Regions from separate parts of the Ovis aries genome. Here region 2 is linked to region 1. A link is a contact called in public Hi-C data. All regions are on one chromosome and are shown on one strand. Each heading gives the region's core, a stretch centred on a gene start, on an enhancer-like site or on the middle of the called end of the contact. The rest is flanking DNA. Distances are from core to core; before and after follow the strand shown.

Region 1 (3,452 bases), core at 448-2,947:
TTAAGAAACTAGAAACTTAGTTTACTCTCCCATTTTGGTGTTATTAATATGTGATGTTCAATTCTCTTTTATACCAGAATGACTGCCATTATTCCTTGATATACATTGCAGAGATATTCCTGCATGACTTTTTTGGGAAGCACTGCATAAGTCACCTAAACTTATGCAGAATTTAATTTAAAGTAATCACTTAGCTTTTGCTTGTATAATATTTAACTAAGTGACATCTCCTCCAGGGTCCTTTGAGGCAAGACATAGGGAAGTCACAGCGTGGACTGTCTTGTCTCCAAGGAGGGAGAAACAAAGAGAGTTCTTAGAAAATAATGACAGTATGTCCTGAGAAAGTTATGCTGTAGCAAAATGCTTTTGGTTTCCTTAAACCTACCATTAAGTGTTGAATTGTCTCCCCGCCTGTAGAAACTCATGTGTTTAATTCCTAACCCCAGGACCTCAGAAGGTGACTTCAGTTAAGGGAGGGTCTTCACAGAGGCGGTCAAGTTACAGATTGTTGAACCTGGGCCCTCGGCAATGAGAACACCGAGTCCTAACCACTGGATCTCCAGGGAGTTCCCTTGAAAACAGTTTTTGAGTTTTGAGTGTATATATATGTATGTGTGTGTATAAAATTTGTTTTCCTCTCATTGATTCTCTAGTTTCCTAAAACAAGCATGCATGTTTTATCATAACTTTCTTTCCTTCACCAGAATCCTCTTGGATTGGCAATTTTCAGATTGCTTATGAACTCTTGGTAACATGGCCTCTAGCTAATCAATCTGTAGGCTGCATGTACCTACCCACAGCAGTGAAAGGCTGGTACATCCACAGTGACTTATGGCCTAGTCCCAGGCAATGAGGCAGAGACATAGAAAGGGGAATTTGGGAGGCAGAAAGAGAAAGTCAGTCGGAACGTGGAGAAGGGCTGATTTGGATGAATAATGAGCCAGTAGGTAGATAGGTATGTGGAGAATTTGTAAATGGTAGGAAGAGGATATTGTGTCAACTGAAGAAACACAGCTTATGGTAGAATTTGCAGATTCAAAGAAGATGACGTAAAGGATTTTGAAAGTCTAAGAGAATTCCATTTCTTGGGAAAGCAAGGAGCATAACATGGTGCTTTTGGTTCTTTTCCCAGGGGAGCACCCCTTCTTTCTCTCCTCCTGACCCTGTGGGGGAAAAAAAATGGGTTGGTGGCTTATTCTCAGCCAGGCCCTGTAGCCCTTTTTCTGTTCCCTTAATTGTTTGGGTTTTTTTTTTTTTCCATCGTTTTATCCTTGACATCTCCGTGTGACTCATAGTGTTTGACAACGTCTGTGTCCCCAAGGATTACTTTATTTGCCATCTGCTCTACTTTCTACTCCATTTCTCCTGGGGAGCAGCTTTTCCCACATGGATTCCATGTTCATAGAGGTGTTGGGGACAGCCCTCAGGTCAGCGACCCCTTGCCCATTCTCCTCTCCTCCTTTTTCTCCTGGTACCTATAGAATGTCTCCGCTCTGTCATTACTAATCCTACAGTGAAATCTCTCCCAAAGCAATATCTCCCTACTGGACTCTGCTCTCATCTTTGGCAACACCATTTCCAGTCATAGAACATGAACCTTTGATTTCAGTCTTTTTCCCTTTCCATATTTTTGTCACTCTGACCTGCTCATCTTTGTTGGGCCACGTTTTGGGCTCCACCCCTTTGCCCTTGGGCTTGTGCATGGACTGGTTCAGGGTCACCTTGCCCTCTTCCCCCTCTGATTCATGCTGTACAGCCTGAGCCCATCTTATTGATTTCCATTCTCTTTCCAAATGGTTTATCTTCATTTGAGGTTCAACTCAGCAAATGGCAAGTACGTGCTTGATCGTCAGTGACCAGCAGCTCCAGACACTGTGACTTTGGTAAATTCAGCACTTCCTTGTCTCAGAGTTTCAGTATGAAGGGTTGAACGCTGTATATTTCTACTTGGATCTCCTCTCAGTGTTTGTCATTCACCTTGTTTGAAAACGCATTTCATTATCCCATCCCCTAGGAGAAACAACACTTTCAGACCACCTCCAGTCTTCAGTGTCACCATCCGTGGAACCCCACTCCTTTCGGCCCCCAGACATTACTGTTTGATTGCTCCCTCGCCTCTGCCCTTTCGTCCCGCCCGTCAGTGTGTCTTGCCTCTCTTCTCTGCACAGTCTTAGGTTTCTGCTGCTTCCTTTCTGTTCTTTCAGGCAGGTCTTTAGTCCAGGTCCTCCCTGCTGGGAAAGCCCAGGTCAGCTCACCCAAGACCAGTGTTCTGTCCACTATGCCACTAGGTATCAGAGAAGTGAATTTACCTCTTTCAGGCGGTAAATTTATGTGAATAGTTTTGAATGGTTGTATTTCTCCAGTGTCATCCTAGCCAGAGGACAGAGAAATGCCAGTGACTTGGGAGCACTGTTGGGGAGTGCATTGATTTCCCAGGTGGTGTGCAGTCAGCCTACCCCCTACTTTAGATCAGTCTCCTCTCACACGTCAGGTTTCTTTTTTTTTTTTTTTTGGCTGTTATGGTACTTCTCCCCTTAGTTGATGCTTTGACTCCAAGACCCTAAAGCATGAAGAAGAAAGGGTTAACAGCACGGATTTGTGAGTCAGGCAGACCTCAGTTCAGATCCCAGCCCTGCTGGTAGTGGTAGAGTGAGCTTGGACAAGCTAAATCATCTCCCTAAACTCAACTTGGACTACTGTGGTGGCTCAAATGGCAAAGAATCTGCCTGTAATGCAGGAGGCCTGGGTTCAATCCCTGGGTCAGAAAGATCCCCTGGAGAAGGGAATGGTAACCCACTCCAGTATTCTTGCCTGAAGAATCCCCATGGACAGGGGAGCCTGGTGGGCTACATACCATGGGGTCACAAAGAGTCAGACATGACTGAGCAACTCACACACTTTCACACTCGGCTTACCTGTCTTTAAAATGGGAAATGCAGGAGAAGGAAATGGCAACCCACTCCAGTATTCTTGCCTGGAAAAGTCCATGGATAGAGGAGCCTGGCAGGCTGCAGTCCATGGGGTCACATGACTGAGCATGTTTGTATGAGGGTGGAGGGAAATGGGTTGGTAGCAACAAACTGGTAGAACTAAAAAATAAAAAATAAAATGGGAAATGCACTTGACCTTACAGTTAGTTGTGAGGTGTGCACACCTAGAGTCTGACACAGAGCAAACCCAGTCACAACAGCTGCTCTCCACCTTGTTAACTGCATGTTAGATGACAGTAAGGTGAGTATCTGGTGGTAGGGCTTCACACCAGCTTCTTCAGTATTCAAAAATTACTTCTAGAAGGTTGAAGTTATCAGAAGAGGAAATTCTGGATAAGTAGACTGTTGGGGCACCAGTGTAGACTAGTAGTTATGTTGGGAATGAGCGTTTGTTAATGTATGACTACTAGTAAAAACTCCTAAGTTGCTGTTTCCAATCAAAGCCCCATCTTCCTGAGGGCA
Region 2 (3,452 bases), core at 682-3,181, 39 kb before region 1:
CTCAACGGATGTTATCACCTCACATCATTATACCAACATAAATTCTGTGTGATTAAAATGTTAAATTCAACAAAAGTCTGTCGAGCGCATTCAGGAAGCCAGCGATTGCTCTAGGTGCTAGGGGTGCAGCAGTGAGTGAAACAGATGAGCGCCCCTACCCTGAAGCAGCCTGCATTTTCATGGAGAAAGGTAAAATATATCAATGGATTTTTTTTTTTAAATCCATTTTTAAAGAAAGCTGGGAGGAAACAGAAGTGGTATTTATTAAACCTCCAGAGGGGTTGACATTTCTAAGTTTAGAATCTGTCAAAGAAATCACAGAGGAAAATATTGCTAGTTTTGTTAGTGCGACATTCCCCAGATGTTAAAGTTGTTTCTGGTTCTTCTATCCTGAATCATTTCTCAGTGTCACTCGGGGTAACATTAAGGGGTGTCTGGGTTTTAGGATCAGTTCTTCAAAGCAGCATTATTAGATCAAGGAGTATGGCCATTAATCTGGTTAGATTAGATACAGATACTGGTTCTAGATACTTCCCTGGTGGCTCAGTGGTAAAGAATCTGCCTGCAGTGCAGGAGACACAGGTTCGATTCCTGGGTGGGGAATATCCCCCTGGAGGATGAAATGGCAACCCACTCCAGTATTCTTGCCTGGAAAAGCCCATGGACAGAGAAGCCTGGCAGGCTACAGTCCATGAGGTCACAAAGAGTGGAACACGACTTAGCAACGAAACAACAAAGATACAGGCCACCAGGTTAACCTAATTTCCTCCTCTAAGTGTTTTTATATTAAACAAATCAAAGCACCTGGATAAAGATTGAAGTTCACCTGCCCACAAATTCAGGAAGGCTCAGAGTTCCTCCTGCTGTTGGGGGACCATAACTATCCCCGAGGGCTTTCACACACCACCTCTGTGTGTCAGTGACTCCCAAAGTTGTGTCTTTACCTAGACTCCTTTTTTTTTGTGCTCCAAAGTCACAAAGCCCACAATCTACACGACATCTCTATTTGGATGTCTTACAAGCATCTCAGACTTGTAACGTGTAAAAGAGAAAAGTCTTGTTCAACCACCCGAAGTGTGTACTTCTCCCAGAAATCTTTATTTCCATAAACAACATCTTCTTCCAGTAGTTCATAACAGAAACCGGAGAGTCATCCTCAACTTCGTTTTACTTTATATTTAATCCGTCACTGAATTGTATTGATTTTTGCCTCCCCAGTACAGCCACTCTTGTTTTTCACTGTGGTTACATTCTGTGAAGTCACTGCGGGTGCCACGTTAGGGGACGATGAACCGCTGCCCCTAGGATTGGCTTTCTGTGAGTCTCTGGTCATATTTTCATCAGCTGATCACTGCAGAACCTTGTGTTTTATGTGTGTTTTTGTTGAATGACACCTTCTTTAATACACACTGTTGATTGATTAGCGTTGAACTTGCAGCCCACAGCACTATAACCCGTGCTGGAATGAAGCTTAGCGAACACATGTATTTTTCTGTAAGACACGTCTCAGCCTACTCACACTTAGAAACACTAGACACCCATTCATCATGATGCTTGGGGGGTCATTTAAAAATCCCAAACAAAAAACACCCCCAAATGTGAAAAACGTGGTCCTAAATAGACCATGGAAAGTAAGCTCGCTTATAGTATTGATATAAGAGCTGAAGCAAGAAGTCAGAGCCCGACCTCGTTTGACCTCAGCTGGGAACACAGGCATCAGGCATCACGCAGCCCAGATTTTTCCTGGCAGTGTGTGCGTGCCCGGGGTGACTGTGAAAGCACCTGCCGAGGATTGATTTTGAAGTTACAAATAAATATTAGTGAGATTATGGAATCTGCAAATAGCGACAATCAGTTTTACACAGTGAACTTTGTCTCTCTCTACTGCCACCCTGCTAGTCCATCGGTCAGCAGACTTTCTCGAAAGGGCCACATAGCAGATATTTTAGGCCAAATGGCCTCTGTCACAGCTACTCGGCTCTGCCCTGATAGTGAAAGCCGTTGTAGACCATACGTAAATGAGCAGGTGGGGTGGTGTTCCAATAAAGCTCTGTTTACCCAAACCGGCTTTGGGCTGAATTCTGCCTTCAGGGTATAGTTTGGACCCCTGCAGCATCAACCAGCTTCCCAGGTGGCTCAGAGGGTAAAGAATCCGCCTGCATTGCAGGAGACATGGGTTCTATCCCTGGGTCAGGAAGCTCCCCTGGAGGAGGGCGTGGTGACCCACTCCACTATTCCTGCCTGGAGAATCCCATGGACAGAGGAGATGGGTGGGCTACAGTCCTTGGCATCACAGAGTCCAGCACGACTGAAGTGACTGACACACGCAGCCTCGTCTAATCCAGCTTCACATCTTCTCTGAACCGCCTCTCGACCTGTCCCACCCACCCAACCCCGCCATTCATTCTTGAGCTTCCAGCCAATCTCCACGTTGATTCTCAGTGTAACTCAGATGTGACCGCTGTCCCGTTTGGGATGGCCAGCGGCTTCCCCTGACACTTGGAGTAAAATCCCAAATCCTGAGTCACATGGCTACCGTACAGCCCTTGTGGACTTCTGCAGCCTCACTTTAGGTGAGTCTTCCCTTTGCCCCTGGGTGACCATCCTCTGCTCCTTCCTGCTTCAGCACCTTTGCTCGCAGTCTAATGTGGAAGGCTCGCCCACTCTCTGCCTGGCCAGCTCCCACTTACTCTGTAGTCACAACCGAAATGTCACTTCCTCCTGTAAAGTAAATGCCTCCTGTCTGATCTCAGGACACCCTGCTTTTTTTCTTCGTGGCGCTTGGCGTGTTCAGGCATCCATGTGTCTGGATGTGTGTGTTTTCCATCTGCCTGCCCCATCAGACCACGCAGTCTAGGAAGATAGAGCCTCAGCTGTCGTTTCTGTCTTCTCTGCTCGAGTCGCCTTCACATGCATTGTAGACACTTCCCAAGACTTGTTAAAGCAGCACACGACTTTTGTTTGTACAGATCTTTGTATGAAGATCTTTCTTTGTATAGAAACCTGCAGAAGTCACCCTTTTAGAGCCTCTAGTGTATCTTCTCAATTTGAGAGTGATGATTAAAGAAAGTCGTTCTGATAGCGAGTCTGTCAGTGGGTGTGAATGTGTCTCTATTGTCAGAGGGTGACTCTGCCATCAGGCACACCTAATCCGTGGCTTTCTCCATGGGACTCAAGTGCTGTGTTCAGTCCTGCTGGTCTCCCTTTTCTCCGAAAGATATTTTGAACTTCGCTGGTAACGTTTTCACATGAGGGAAGTGAAAGTGAAATGTGCTTGACAAGGCATTTGTGGTACCCCTTTTGAACACTGACTTTAATTTCTTCTCTAAAAGCATCACCCCACCCCTCTCAGACCTTAAGTGGTATTAGTTTTTTCCTTGCTGCTGCTGCTGCTGCTGCTAAGTCGCTTCAGTTGTGTCCGACTCTGTGCGACCTTATAGACAGCAGCCCAC

Evidence for each region. Hi-C and Micro-C count contacts between places; a contact is called where the count stands out from the background.
Region 2: a Hi-C map of liver shows a contact between it and region 1, with 3 times the contacts expected there. The contact joins two enhancer-like sites. A contact is called at or near these places in 5 of 16 Hi-C or Micro-C datasets (blood, liver, mixed tissues and 1 more).

Annotation. Positions count from the first base shown.
Region 1 is chr4:104,623,251-104,626,702 of ARS-UI_Ramb_v3.0, reverse strand. The region is part of intron 1 of HIPK2 (homeodomain interacting protein kinase 2); the gene reads left to right. Among named protein-coding and RNA genes, the nearest start is that of HIPK2, 53 kb to the left of the region's middle. Within about 2 kb of position 1,697, at least 3 of the 54 cell types and tissues checked have an H3K27ac peak or open chromatin away from gene starts, as enhancers often do. A contact at or near this core is called in liver, where this site is marked.
Region 2 is chr4:104,662,675-104,666,126 of ARS-UI_Ramb_v3.0, reverse strand. The region is part of intron 1 of HIPK2 (homeodomain interacting protein kinase 2); the gene reads left to right. Among named protein-coding and RNA genes, the nearest start is that of HIPK2, 14 kb to the left of the region's middle. Within about 2 kb of position 1,931, at least 2 of the 54 cell types and tissues checked have an H3K27ac peak or open chromatin away from gene starts, as enhancers often do. A contact at or near this core is called in liver, where this site is marked.